Regions from separate parts of the Mus musculus genome. Here all the other regions are linked to region 1. The links are chromatin contacts, called in public Micro-C maps. All regions are on one chromosome and are shown on one strand. Each heading gives the region's core, a stretch centred on a gene start, on an enhancer-like site or on the middle of the called end of the contact. The rest is flanking DNA. Distances are from core to core; before and after follow the strand shown. Region 1 holds the start of Lancl2 (LanC (bacterial lantibiotic synthetase component C)-like 2). Region 2 overlaps Herc6 (hect domain and RLD 6). Region 3 has its middle 44 kb from the start of Lancl2.

Region 1 (4,833 bases), core at 1,021-3,520:
AACTAATCAGTACCCCCAGAGCTCCTGTCTCTAGCTGTATATGTAGCAGAAGATGGCCTAGTCGGCCATCATTGGGAAGAGAGGCCCCTTCTTCTAGCAAACTTTATATGCCCCAGTACAGGGGAATGCCAGGGCCAAGAAGTGGGAGTGAGTGGGTAGGGGAGCAGGGTGGAGGGAGGGTATAGGGGACTTTTGGGATAGCATTTGAAATGTAAATGAAGAAAATATCTAATAAAAATATTAAAAAAAAAAAAGAAATGCTAGGACAGGTGTGGGGAAAGTGGAATTCTTTTAGACTATTGGTGAGAGTGTAATCTGGTGCGGCCGATTTGGAAATCAATCTAAAGGGTTCTCAAAAGTTAGAAACAAAAACACCTTATGCGCTGAGCATGATGGAGTATAACTTTAATCCCAGCACTTGGGAGCCAACGGCAAGTAGGTATCTGTAAGTTCTAGGCCAGCTAGGAGATAGACACATAGTGAGGCTCTTGTTTCAAACATAAATAATACTTTAAGACCCAGCTATAGCACTCTTGGGCACATACCCAAAGGATCCTTATCACTGCAACTGGCACCTGAGGGTTTGGCCATAAACAAGCCATTTGAACTACACCCTCTAAGATTTAGGAACATTGAGGAAGAATGGTCAGGAAAAAGAAAAAAAATCAAGAGCCAAAAGATAGGGGAAATGAATGGAAAAATCCTAGACGATACAGCCAATGTGACCATGAGCTCAGAATTGCTATAAATATAATTATTTTTGCAGGATGTGCACAGGACAGGCCCTCCCAACAGTCAGTCACAGATGGGGAGGGGCTCACGGGACTCTAATCCTTAATGCCAAACTCTCAGCAACAGACTGACTCTGGAAGAGGGGTAGCCATTGTCTTCAGTTGTGTATGTACCCCACTGAACCCACCAGGTTCCAAGGGACAGTTCACAGAGACAGTCCTGGTCAAGCCCAAGGGGGATAAAACAAACAAAGACATAAATGGATGGGGGGGGGGGGAAGCAATTCATAGGAGAGGTAACTGTACAGACGAGGGAAGGAGATGAAAGACAGTGGGGTGGAAGCAACCAGAACGCATTAAATACATGTATGAAAAATGAAATTGTTAAAGAAGAAAACAAATCGGAAAAAAATTAAGAGGGCGTGACTTTAGCGTTTCTCCAAGCAAGGGTGTGCCCACAGGCAGGTGTGACAAAACTCTACCTAACTAACATCAAATTCACATTTTACTGCCAGGAACCATCACAGTGCTCCATCAGACTGTTTCAGTGTCTCATCATGGGGAAAGCACAGCTCCGCAGCCTTTCCCCGGCTGCTTGGGCAGGACCTACACCGGGCGGGACGTACGCCGATGACGTCAGCGCACCCAGGGCGTGACCGCCGGACGCTACCATTGGCGGAGGTGGCCTCACCCTCCCAACCGCTGGTCCCGGCCCTGGCAACCAACTCACCTTCCCGTTAGGGTGGAAAGGGAGGCCCGGGTCTTCCGTGGTGGGGAGAGGGCAGACACGGCCGGTTTCCTCCGCACTTCCAGCGGCGAGCCCTGCGGCGGAGGCGGCGGCTTCATAGTCTGGGAAGGGATTGGGGAACGACCGCTCCTCCATCTCCGCCTCTCCTAGGTGGAACTTGAGTCTCTTTGACATGGTCTCGCCCATGTCCGCGCGCTTTCCCTGCCTGAGAGCTCAGGGCACGGCGCGCAGGCAGGGACAAACCTCCTGGAAGGCGTTTGGGCCGGGGCTCCGCGGCGAAGCCTTCCTGGAGAACAGTGGCTTGCACATCTGGATGCAGCTAGCGCGAAAAAGCCGAACCTCCAGCCTTCGCCAGTCACGCCCTCCCAGCAGCAGCTCTCAGCCTGACGGCCCAGCCCGCCGAGCCGCACAGTCTCCCAGTTACCCTCGCCTCTCCCGTGGCCGTGTCCTTCCGAGAGATTCTAGAGAAAACGCACGCCTAGAAAGCTCACGTTCCAGTAGGGAAAGCCTGTAAAGATGGGTTCATTCAAAGTGTGAGCGATTTGCAGACCAGGGAAAAGCGCACCTTCAGATGCTCCATCACCAAACGGACTGCATTTCACCAGCCCAGCCTTGCCGCCCGTCAGTGTCCTCGGCCCCTGGTCGTGCGCCAATCACAGGAACAGTAGCTACTTTGATTAAAAATACCTCTTCTAAAGAAAAGAAATTCAAAACGGCCTAAAACAGTGAAAAGATAGCCTCCCGAAGGGGGTGGGGGGGGATACAGTCCCTCCCATTCATCACCACTGGGAGGGGGGTTGCTTGGAGGAGGAGCCACAGGCCTTTGTTTTGTTTTCTTAATGTTTTGTTTTCATTCTTATTGTTTTGAGTAAGTACACATATTTAATAATGATAAATAATATAGAAGAATAATTATTAAATCAGCTAAATATTTTATAGACCAGAGAACCCCATGGTCACGAGATTAACATAATTGGCCAGCAGAATAACATGGATGGCAAAGAGGATACAAGCAAATAGATCTTTGCATTTCTATTATCACAATATATAAAGTCACAGCCTTCATTGGTTCTATGGGGTTTTTTTGCACTGTTTACTAGAACCAAATCTGTGTAATGATTTAAAAGGAAATATTGTATTGCAGTCCTTTCATTTAGTAAATATTGGTACTTGGTGACAAAATGTTTCTGCCCTCTGGACATATCTGGTTAGTAGGCAAGAAAATCAGGAATCAGAGAAGAGCCTGGTGTATGTGATTTCCGGAGCCCAAGCAAGGTACATTGTTATTCTAATGCCAAAGGTGACATAATGGAACAATATCAAACAGCCAGGATTTCAGGCATTCCTGCCTTTGGCCTCAGAGTGGAGTAAAGTGGAAAAGGGTTAGGTTTTTATCCTGTCCCTCGCTTATCATATGCGCAACCACAAACCTCCAGTGCATGATCTTGAAAGTGTAGATCAGAGTTACAAGAGTCAGACTCTATCTCCTGGAAGCCCTAACTAGCTAAGCTCTGCCACCAGCCTTAATATCCAATTAAGAGACAACGGTGAAAAGCAGAGAAAGATTTGTTGAACGCACCTACATTGGGAAGAGGGACAAAGAACCAGAGAAAAACACAAGCAGGCAGTCTCAAGGACACTCTCTCTCTCTCTCTCTCTCTCTCTCTCGCTCACTCTCTCTCTCTCTCTCACACACACACACACACACACACACACACACACACACACACACGGCCTACCGAGCTTGTTGGTAGATCCTGACCTTTTCGCTGAGGATTAAACGGTAGACCAGAGATTTATATGCCTGGCTAAGCAGCCCAGGTCCAGATATTGTCTGGCTCAGCATTGGCCCATCACTGTCTATGCTTCTATACCTTCTACAAGGTGGTCTGACAAGTCCTCCCACTGTGAAAACTTTAGGAGACAGTTCTTCCTCTGGCTAGCCTAAGTTTCAGCCTCTATTATGTTACTCACAGAGAAAGTCCTCAGATTGCACGTAGATTTATGCTATTACTATAGCTGGGGTATGGGAGCCCAGCCCAGGAATGAACAGGTTCCAAAGAAGATGTAAGGCTTGGGCAAGGGGAAGGTTGAGTCAGACAGCAAGTTGGGGGTCGTTTGCAACTCTGACTAGCAATCAGAAATGTATTTATATAAAGGTTTCAAAAACATTCCTGATTTCTCAGATGTGGATCATAACCATTTTGTCTTGGCCATACGTTTCTACTATGTCCAGGTTTCTAGGTTAAGCCCAGGTAGAATAGATGTAATCATTAACCCCATATCCCTATTCCTAAAATTCTGCAAATCATTTTAGCTTAAGCAAGCATGATATAGCAACCCATTCTTAGGCTGGCAGCATTTTGCAGTTTCAAGATGCTTAGATAGAAAATAGATAGAATCTGAGTCAGTCCAGATGAATCACTCTGCTTTAAGCACTATACTTTTAACTTTAATGGTCAATCATATTACTTGCAAATTAGCCTGAGTCTGAGAAGTCAGACTTAGGAACTGTTGTAGCTGTAATTTAACTTTGTGATATTTGTATCTATAATCCTACAAGAATTTGTTTAATAAAACAATTCTTTTGTTTCTAAATTAATTACAACATTACAACAATCAGGTATAAGCCAATCTTTAAAGGAATGATAAATCCTAATGCCTTACTCTTCTTACATTCTTGTATATCATTCTTATACTGTGTATATATGCTGTTATATTATCCTAGTCATCCTAGCTTTTTGTTACTGAGCTCTTATTAGGGGCTTAATATGTATGGCCCTTTACCTTGTATATTATATTTCTAGGAAATCTAAATATTCTGTATAAGTTCTGTGCTCTGATCTGCTGTCATGTCTCCTGTCCTGCTGAACCAAGTCAGCCTCCTCTGAGTTCATACTATTCTAATTATTTTGTTTCTGAGTTTGCTTTAGGGGCAGATAGCAATCTTCAAGGCATAGAGAAGACTCCCAAGTAGCATCAACTAAGGTTACTTCCCAGAAAGCAAGGGGTAGTACATTCAGGAATATTTCAGAGGTCTACAGAAACAATTTGTTCTCAAAATATTTTAAAAGAGCATGCATTTGCACCAATATTTAAAGGACTCAATTAACTTTGTGGTTGCTGTTTAGATGTAAATACTCCTAATTGTCACTATTTAGTCTATCATTGTCTGGGTATCTGCTATCTAATGACTATGGCACACCCCAAAGCTTACAATTTTTTCTTCATTATTGTGTATTCCCAGCTCTCATGCTTTTCTGTTGACTTTAATTTTTATCATTACATATTATATCATGTATATAGGATACAATTAAAGAATCACAACTTGTCTGATTAATTTGGGGAAACAGG
Region 2 (4,833 bases), core at 752-3,251, 60 kb after region 1:
TTTAGTATTAATGGGTAAATCTAGCAAGATTTCTACAAAGTAATGACAAATGGTTAGAGATTTAACTTTCAGAAAAAAAAAAAAGGTAAGGCTGAGGGACATTGTTTAGTTAGTAGTTTGTACCAGGCATGAACACAGTCCAGGAGTCAGTTCTCAGCACCTCATACAAACCCAGAGGCAAATAAGCCTGTCATCTCAGCTATTGGGAGACAGAGAGAGTCGCACCAGAGGGTCAAGGTTATTTTCAGTTATATAGTGGACTTGAGACAGCCAAGGGTTCATGAGGCCCTGGTAGAGAAAGACAGAGACAGTGATAGGAACACACACACAGAGAGCCAGAGAGATATTTTACCAAAATTAAAAACTAAGATGAACATCAGGAAAATGCCTATCTTAGCACTTTGGATGCTAAGGCAGGAAGACCACGTGTTCTGGGCCAGCTATAACTTGATAGCAAAAGCCCGGTCCGGACACAAAAATAACAACAAAAGGGCTGTGTGGGGCGTAGCTTAGTTCTGTGACAGAGTGTTTGCCTAGCATCTGTGAGGCTGTAGGTTGCATCTCCAGCACTACAAAGGAGAGAGAGAAAGAAGGAAGGAAGAAGGGAAGCAAGGAAGGAGGGAAGGAAGGAGGGAGGGAAGAAGGGAGAAAAGTAACAATACTTTCATGCTTCAAAGGACACCACTGAGAAAGTGAAATAGATGCACAGAGTAAAGCAAAAGTATCATATTAAAAACCTGTATATACTAACTATGTGCACATATACACGCATATATAATTATAATCCAATAATAAAAACAAAGATGAAATAATTGTAAAATAAGCAAAAAAAATCTTCAAATAAAGTATATTAGTCAATAACTACATAAAAGGTTGTTCAAACTTATTAAGTATTAGATGACAGAAAAATGAAAATGAAAATCACAGTAAGATATCGTTTATTACCCACTATGGGAACATAACCAAAATAGCAGGTAGTAAGTAGCTGAGAAGAATATGAGAATGCAATTTCATACTTTCGTAAAATCCTTGGCCTATTCTACAACATATCAATATTGTGTGTGTGTGTGTGCATGTGTGCGTGCGTGTGTGTGTGTGTGTGTGTGTGTGTGTGTGTGTGTGTGTAGTTTTTCTATTTTGCTTTGTAGGTTTGTGGCAGAATCTCATGTAGCTTAGACTGACCTCAAAATGGAAATATGTGTGTGTATAAACATACATATAGAAACAGAGATACACATATACAGATAGGCACACAGAGATAGACACAAATACACACACACACACACACACACACACACACACACACACACACACACGATATCTCTGCCTATATATAGGTAGCTAAGGATGAGCTTAAACTTCTGGTTCTTCTTCCTCTCCTACCAAATGCAGAAATTATAGGATCCAGCACTAACCCTGGGTAGGACAGTTTAATGTTGGTAGAGGGTAGATTAACAGGTGCATCTGACTAGTGAGCATCTGGTTTTCTTTTTTCCCTATTTCTTTGCTTATTTTTCCATATTTTTAACTATAATGTGCTTACTAGAAGTTTTCTTCCAAGTAAAGAATGAGTATTCAGTAAACTAATAAGTAATTAAACATCTTCATTGTTCATTTACAAAATTAAATAAATTTAGAGCATCTGATTATCTAAACAATACTAAAAGTCACCAAGGAGAGATGTAGTTTATTAAGCAGTAAATTAAGCTATAAGGGAAAGGTTAGATTTTTTTTAAAGTGTATTTTTAATGATTTATTTATTTATTTATTTATTTATTATATTTAAGTACACTGTAGCTGTTTTCAGACACACTAGATGATCTCATTACAGATGGTTGTGAGTCACCGTGTGGTTGCTGGGACACGATTTCCTAGCTGGAGGAAATTTAGAAGGCTAAAATTTTTTGAGAGAGCTAGGAGCCCTTAGGGAAACTGCAGCACAGTTTGGTAATGGCTCAGAGCCAAAAAGAGACAGTGTACACTGCAGCCCAGAAGTCAGAGGGCAAACATTGGCTCCAGGCCAAACCCACAAAGGGAGCCTGCTACAGACACCAGCCCTCATGGGTCAGAATCAACTCAAACTGCCAGATGCTAAACTGGCAACACAAGGTACTAGCTGAGAAGCGCCAAAAGCAACAGGCAGAAAGAAAAAAAAAATCCAAGCCCAGACGCAAAGCTCTAAACAGGTATAATATGCTCGAAAATGTGTTTAAGTGCTAAAGGGGAAAAAATGAATATAGAAAGAATACAGGGAGAAAGTCTCTGAAGGAAGTAAAGAATTAGAGTTTGAAAAGAAAAATATTTTCTGTGTTGAAAATGCGGAGAAGCACAATGACTCAATGCATCTGGATTGCATATGACTTTGTCTTGTTTATCAGCATTTAAATGTTTTTTTTTTTCTGTAACAATTACAATTTTATAGATCCTCTCTAAGAAAGATCAGAATAAAACAGACCTAGGTAAGGAGAGAACTGAAAGACAGAATGCTAGGTTCACGGCCATAGAACAGAGGTTAGAGGATTCTTTAAATCGGAGTAAAGAACCTTCAAAAGAATCCAATCTGGATCCTACAATAACAAAAACAACAACAAAAAAAAAGAAGTTCCAGATGAAATGGAAATTCATAAATGCTTGGGGGAATTATAATGGCAACTCATAGCAATACAATGCTTAATGAAGTTACCTGGGAGCAATAACATGCAATAGCTTATGTATATAATTTTGCAGATTTTGAAAATTGAAAATATACATATGTGATAATACATCACACAATTGATGCATATTTCAAATCCTAATGGTTTTCCGCCTTAAGTTCTAGAAAGGCTGAGTCTGAGATTGCATATTTATTTTAGATGGTGGCTACCTTAGAGAAGCATTTGCAGACTGAAGCTATTTATGCTCGGGTATCATATATTAGAATACAACAATTTTTTAGACATTATGACATAAAGCCTGTTATAGGCATACCTTACAATCATACCACACAAGTAACTGTGCAGCGATCTAACAGAGCTTTAAAGATAATGTTCATAGAACAAAAGGGCGATACAGAATCTCCCAAAGAGAGTTTAATATTTAATATTTTGTTGACATCAATATTTCAAGTCTTAAATGTGGTGGTGGTGTGTGTGTGTGTGTGATTTTAAAGAATGCTGAGACACTGAGATGTATTTATTCCAGCACCCTGCCTGATCCTACCTCAGACTGCCTCAATGCTGTTTCTTCAATGAGATAGATAGCATAACTGCTAAAATACATTGACTTATGGAAAAACTGCTGAACTAAACCAGACTGCTTATATTAAGGATGTCCTAACCTAAGAATGGAAGGAAGGAAATGTGATTCTTTGGGGGAGAAATTTTGTGTTTCTCTCTACAGGAATAGAAAAGCTATGCATTCCTTCCAAACTGATAAAAATCAGATCTGACAGATGTGACTTCAGACCCCTGAAGATTCTGGCTACAGATAGGGAAAAAAAAAAAAAAAAAAAAAAAAACCAACCAAACAAACAAACACTACGAAAACCAACTAAACAGGTAACTTGTTTCACTGACCCTTCTACATAGGGACAGTTCTGAGACTGGCTGAGACATGACAGTGTTTTGTGCCAAAACTTCAGCTATGTGTATCCAATAAATCATTTTGGCTATAGATTCCTCAAGAATTCTGATACCATCCTTTCAAATGGCTTAGATATAATTCATATTATAGTTTGGTTAAACAATCCAAACTAACTTATAAAGAAGGACAGAGAGCCGAGACTCATCTGAGGCTGGATGGTAAACACTGCACATCCCATGCATGTGTAAATAGAAAAATGTGTATTACCCCTCAACGCTTACATATTCACAGAAAAAAACAACCAGACAAGCAGCCCTGAGACAATTACCTTAAGGATGACAAAAAAGATGCTGAGACATTGAGATATATTTATCCCCACATCCTGCCTGATCCTACCTCAGGCTGCCTCAATGCTGTTTCCTTAAAACTGTGTATCCAGGACAGATTCAAAGTAAGCTACTGGCCCAGTTGGTGAGCATCAAAGACTGTTCCAGTCAGGACTTCAGTTAAGCCCTGAATTTTCCCAGCATGCAAAGACTGGACAATAAATGCTACAGCTAGCTTTCTTAGACTGACCCAAATCACAATTTTTAGGCGACCACCTCCAAAAGAAAAACAATGCTTCAAGTCAGCAGGATGCAACTTTAGGACAAAAACAACCCATTTGCCAAAAGTGGGGTGGATGGTTCTTTTTGTTCAATGGATGATTGCTCTTTGTTTTCATTTAAGGTGGGTAGTTACAAGTTGTAATGGTCTTGAATCAGGAAAGAAACAAACTAAGGGAGTTTAGACTCAGAGATTTTTCTTTCTTTTTCTTTCCTCTATCCTTCTTTCTTTTCTATCTAGTGTTAGGGGGAGGAGGGAGAAGGGATGAAAAGAAAGAAGTAGAATATAGGAATAATTAGAATAAAAGGCTGATTATTGGATCTACTCTTAAATTATTGAGCCACTACTAGTCAAAATAATCTTCTATTAGTATAGGTTTTTATATATTGATACAAAATTAAGGTTATATTTAGTTACAACATAGTAGTATCAACTTTTTAAAAGCTATTGTACCTATGTAAACCTTAAAAATGTAATGTTAACTTCTAGTCTTTCTGAAAGTTACTATTACAAACTGTTTAAGATAATTAAGATAATGTCAGTTAATAGTCAGACAGTCAATCTCATGGTCATGCTAGAAACATGTTTAGTTTATTACAGAAATATATTTCCAAGGTTGAACAGATAGTAAATACCTAGAAACAAACATTTACCTATGCAGACGGA
Region 3 (4,833 bases), core at 1,247-3,746, 43 kb before region 1:
ATTGTCATGATGGGAAGCATGACAGCCTGCAGGCAAACATGGTGCTGGAGAGGGAGCTGAAAGTTCTGCATCTGGATCTGCAGGTAGCAGAAGTGAAAGTGGTCAGATTTAAGCTGAGACTTCAAAGCCCACCCCCTAGTGACACACCTTCTCCAAAAGGCCAAAACTAATCCAATACCCTTATATAGTGCCACTCCCTATGGGCCTATTAGAGCCATTTATATTCATAACACCATAACTGCTAATGCATTTTGTGATAAAATGCCTGGGAAGGAAGAAGCATTTATTTGAATTCACAAACTGAGAGATTTTAATCCATGGCCACTTGGATATGTTGCCCAACAGCAAGCATGCCATATAGGAAGCACAGGTAAAAGAGGCCTTATTTACATCAATGATAAAAAAGGCTCTTTGCAAATATTTCTTTCAGGGATATGTTCTCGGTTACCTAAGTTGCTCCCCTTCAGTCAGCCTCCACTACCTTCCGGTAGTACTCTGGGCTCTTAACAAGCTTCTCAACGTGGTCTTACAGAGACATTCATAATTCTAAGTATAATACTACCTGATTTCCAGTCACCCATATAAAAAGAAAACTGGATACTTCCTTTCAGGCCTGAGATCCCCCAGGTGCCTTGGCCCTTAGAATACCACCTTGCCCTTGAATTAGCTATCATCTTGCAGCTACATCTTCTTGCAGCGCTGTTTTCTTGCAGCTGCTCCAGTGCATGTGTGGCACCTACCTATCTGGGGACATGGCTGTTTAGACCTGGTAGCAGTGCTATACCAGATAGTTTGTCTAGGCCCATTCTTCAACCCATAGGTCAGGTCTGGCCATGTATACAGATAATAGTAATTAAAAGTACTTTGAAGGTTTTCAGTACCACCCAGATCTATCATTCAATATGGAATTTCTAAAATATATCACTTCATCTGGAAAGGATCTGCCTCTATCCTTAACAAGAACTTATTCCTTGGCACTCTGCTTGTGGCCCTATTTCCTTACATTATAGCTAGTGCTGTGCTGTTAGTTACTTGAAAAGAGTTCTAGATCCTACTCGCCCTTAGGACCTTTTTATTTAAGTCTTTTAGTCTGCAGTGAGTAACTGGCCATGTTTTTAATGTATTAAATTTTCAAATTTGAGCGTCTGTTTGCATGTGTTTGTGTGTGCCTCCCATACATGTGGAGGTCAGCTGACAACTTTGTGATTCATTCCTTCCATCTTGACATGGAATTTGGAGAGGAACTTAGATTTTCAGCAGATGTCTTACCTGGATACCCATTTTGCAGGCTCCTTAATTTGTGGTTTGTATAAGAATGCCTCCCGCAGGCTCATATATTTAAATGCCTGGTCATTAGGGAGTGGTACTTGATATGGATTAGGAGGTATGGCTATGCTGGAGAAACTGTGTCACTGGGAGGGAGTGGGCTTTATGGTTTTAGAAGCTCAAGCCAGGACTAAAGACTCAATTCTCTTCCTGCTGCCTGATAATCTGGATGTAGAAGTCTCAGCTCACTCTCCAACACCATGTCTACATGCCTACCTGCAGCATGTTTCCTATCATGACAGTAATGGACTAAGCCTCTGAAACTGTAAGCAACCATCAATACAATATTTTTCTTTATGAGTTGCTGTGGTCATTATGTCTCTTCACAGCAACAGAACACTGACTAAGGCAAGTTGTTTTGATGACTGCCTAGTTTTATTTGATTAGGGGTATTACAAGGATACATTTGGCAAATTCTGACATCACTCAAATCCCTTTAGGTAGACAGGAAACAAGACCGAAAAGGCTCACTGCCTTGCATTACATCTATGTTAGGCAGGAAAGACCCCTTCTGGCCAACTTCTACCAGGAAAATGGTTGTTTCCAAATCAAAGATGGGAAATCTAATGCTCACTTTCATCTGTGCTTTCCAAATTCCAATAAGCTTCAAAATATCCATCACAGCTGTCAAAACAAAAGATGGCAAAAACAAAAATGTGGAATAATCTCTGAAATAAAACGAGGCTGATGAGAACTCAGGTGGGACAGGAAGGGGGCATAGCCAGAATGCTGAAGGAAAGAAGAAACCTGAGGGAGCATTAACAGGCTCCACCTGGAGATGCTCCAGGCACACGGGTGGACCAGAAGCTGGCTTCTGACCAAGTGCACACTGAGTGGCAAGGCATGGTTCTGGGAGGCGGGCTTCTGGAACCGTTACCTGATTTTAAGGTACTCAATGCTTCTATTAAACATCTTTGTAGCTTAGGGTTCTTATGGCTTTCCCACAATCTCTAGTTCTCTGCTATACTTTGAATTTAATGTGCATGGCCCCCAAGGCCCATGTGTTAAAGGCTAGGGCCACACCTGGTTTGAAATATAGGGTGGTAGAAACTTGAAGAGGGAGAACCTAATGTGAGAGCTGACTGTTCGGGGCACATCTTTGAGGTGGATATTGGAACCTCCCCGTTAAGCTCCCAAAGAACCTTATCTTTATCCTTGGCCATGAGATGAACAGCTCTGTTCCACTATGAACCTTTGGATAATTTAGCTCCTCATCACAGGCCCAAGCAATAAGATCAACCCATCATCATGAGATGAAACCTGGAATACTGAGCCAAACATTGGTTTCCTTTGCTATTTGTTACAGCAATGCAAAGCTGCCTAGTATAATTGCCATCTGAATGAATGGGGAGATGATGTTCAAAATAGAACCTGATGGACCTGGAGAGAGTTACCCCAGTTCCTCATATTTTTGGTTGTGAGCCTAGCCTTTAATAGCTGAGTCATCTTTCCAGCCCATGCCTCTTTCCTTATCACCATCGTGCAGATGCTTTTCCTAGCACCAGAAAAGATATAGCTAAGTAGCCTGCCTCCTCCCTCCACTCTGTCCACATAACTGTAGCCCTGAATCTTTTTTCTTGGTTCAAGACAGGGTTTAGCTGAGTAACAGCGCTGGCTCTCCTGGAACTAATTTTGTAGACCAGGTTAGTCTTGAACTCATAGAGATCCAGCTAAGTAAGGCAGGAGTCTTTATTCTGCCCTCTGTGTCACTTTGTTTTTACTCTAAGGTGTTGTCCTGTCTAAACAGCCCTCCTATCTAATTGCAGAGGCATTTCTTTGCAAAACTGCTCCTATCTTGATTTCCTAGTACATTCAGCTTATAAACAACAGAAAATTTCCCTCAGTGTTTCAGAAGCTTAAAAAAAGAAAAGAGAAAAAAAAAGAAGGCAGGAAAGAAGAAAAAGCTGAAATTAAGGTGCCAGTGGAGATCCAACCCATTGTGCCAGTGATAGAAGCCGGAGAGTGCGAACAATTATAGTGTTACTGTGAATACAAGTGGTCTCCAAGGAATGGCAACCATGTGGACAGAGGAGCCAAATGAGTATAAGTTCTAGTGATGAGAGATGCTGATGGTGGCTACTAGAGTATGAGTCTAAAAGTCCAGAGAGCCATCCTAAAATGCCACGCTGTGTTTGTGTGTATGGTGGTGGTGGTGGTGGGGTCCGCAGCATTGTTTGATGTTGAGGTACTGAACAATCAGGACTATCTGGTAATGTGGGAGGCTTAGGACACTGGACCTCCTGATACCTCTACATCCTCCAAAAGAAGTGGACTTGGGAGGTGCATGGACATAGAAACGCTCGAATGCAGCAGCATCACAATTTGGAGGAGGTGGGAGTGGGGAAGTCTGTGGGAACTTGAATGCAGCTCCCTATTCATACCACTACAATGGTCAAATCTGTCTTATGCCTAGGACTCATAAAAATCAAGTCCAGGAAGCACAGTGTAAGAGAGGGAAGGCAGAGACCTTCAAACCTCTATGGAATCTACAGGCCTGCTGCATAGCACATGGCACAGACAAACAATAGGTACCCTCTTACTGCTATGCCAAGCAGCATGGGTGGAGAATGTCATCCAGCCTACATTGGAAGCCACCACAATATTTGAGTATGTAGCGGATGAGAGCTTAGGATAGCTGGCCCTGTCACTTGTCTTCCATGATGTATTGGTACGGGGGTGATGCCTTGCCCCCACTTGACCCTCACCACTTACAACAGTTGGGAAGAGCTGACCCTGGAGTCATGAGAACAAGACAGATGATCCTGCCCTTCACTGGCTGCAGCAGTCAGGTGAACTGACCCTGCTCCTTACCTGGGCAGCACAGTACAGCTGACCTTGGTTGTAGGGGCATAGCTAATCCAGTCCTGGAGGAAAGAGCATGGGACAGTTGGCCCCACCACTCACCTGCCTGAGGTGGTGTGAGTGCAGGGCTGATGCCCTCTTCCTCCCTGACTCACAACCTTTAGTAGTAGGAAGAGCTACCCCTGGAGTCATGAGAGTTGGGGAGCTAGCCCAGCTCCCTCTCTGGCTGTAGGTCTTGGGAGAGTGGCCCTTTTGCCTTGCCTGGGAAATACAGTGAAGCTGACCCTGATGGTGAAGGCATAGGTGAGCCATCTCTGAGGGTTCAAGAGTAGGAAAACTGGCCCAGCCGCTCACAGGCTGCAGTACTTGGGAGTATGGGCCCTGAACCTTGACTGGGCAACATAGTAAAGCTGACTCTGGGAAGCTGGGTGTGAGTGAGCCGCCCCAAGTGCATAAGATCAGGAGTGCTAACACTGGATTCCTGCTGGGTGTGGTGGCTCATGCCTTTAATCCAGCACTCAGGAGGCAGAGGCAGGTAGATTTCTGAGTTCAAGGCCAGCCTGGTCTACAAAGTGAGTTCCAGGACAGTCAGGGCTATAAAGAGAAACCCTGTCTCGAAAAACCAAAAACAAACAAACAACAACAACAAAACCAACCAACCAACCAACCAAACAAACAAACACTGGATTCTTCCAATGGTAGCCT

What was found. A called contact is a pair of places that touch in the nucleus more often than the background predicts.
Region 2: a Micro-C map of granulosa cells shows a contact between it and region 1, with 2.1 times the contacts expected there. The contact joins the enhancer-like site here to the promoter of Lancl2 in region 1. A contact is called at or near these places in 3 of 39 promoter capture datasets (liver and macrophages), 2 of 484 Hi-C or Micro-C datasets (granulosa cells and neural progenitor cells), 1 of 115 datasets of contacts at active chromatin or transcription factors (the SCID.adh cell line) and 1 of 9 other capture datasets (adipose tissue).
Region 3: a Micro-C map of the G1E-ER4 cell line shows a contact between it and region 1, with 2.2 times the contacts expected there. The contact joins the enhancer-like site here to the promoter of Lancl2 in region 1. A contact is called at or near these places in 1 of 39 promoter capture datasets (macrophages), 1 of 15 datasets of contacts at CTCF or cohesin (the NIH/3T3 cell line), 7 of 484 Hi-C or Micro-C datasets (the G1E-ER4 cell line, the HPC-7 cell line, LSK cells and 3 more), 2 of 115 datasets of contacts at active chromatin or transcription factors (the SCID.adh cell line and intestinal villus epithelium) and 3 of 9 other capture datasets (adipose tissue, macrophages and pancreatic islet).

The regions. Positions count from the first base shown.
Region 1 is chr6:57,699,892-57,704,724 of GRCm38.p6, reverse strand. Lancl2 (LanC (bacterial lantibiotic synthetase component C)-like 2) reads right to left here and starts at 2,270. Exons shown (of 9, transcript NM_133737.2): 1 at 1,462-2,270. The coding sequence starts at 1,665.
Region 2 is chr6:57,639,134-57,643,966 of GRCm38.p6, reverse strand. All of the region lies in intron 13 of Herc6 (hect domain and RLD 6), which reads right to left. Among named protein-coding and RNA genes, the nearest start is that of Pyurf, 51 kb to the left of the region's middle. Within about 2 kb of position 2,001, at least 82 of the 459 cell types and tissues checked have an H3K27ac peak or open chromatin away from gene starts, as enhancers often do. A contact at or near this core is called in the SCID.adh cell line and granulosa cells, where this site is marked.
Region 3 is chr6:57,743,569-57,748,401 of GRCm38.p6, reverse strand. No RefSeq gene overlaps it. Among named protein-coding and RNA genes, the nearest start is that of Lancl2, 44 kb to the right of the region's middle. Within about 2 kb of position 2,496, at least 38 of the 459 cell types and tissues checked have an H3K27ac peak or open chromatin away from gene starts, as enhancers often do. A contact at or near this core is called in the G1E-ER4 cell line and the HPC-7 cell line, where this site is marked.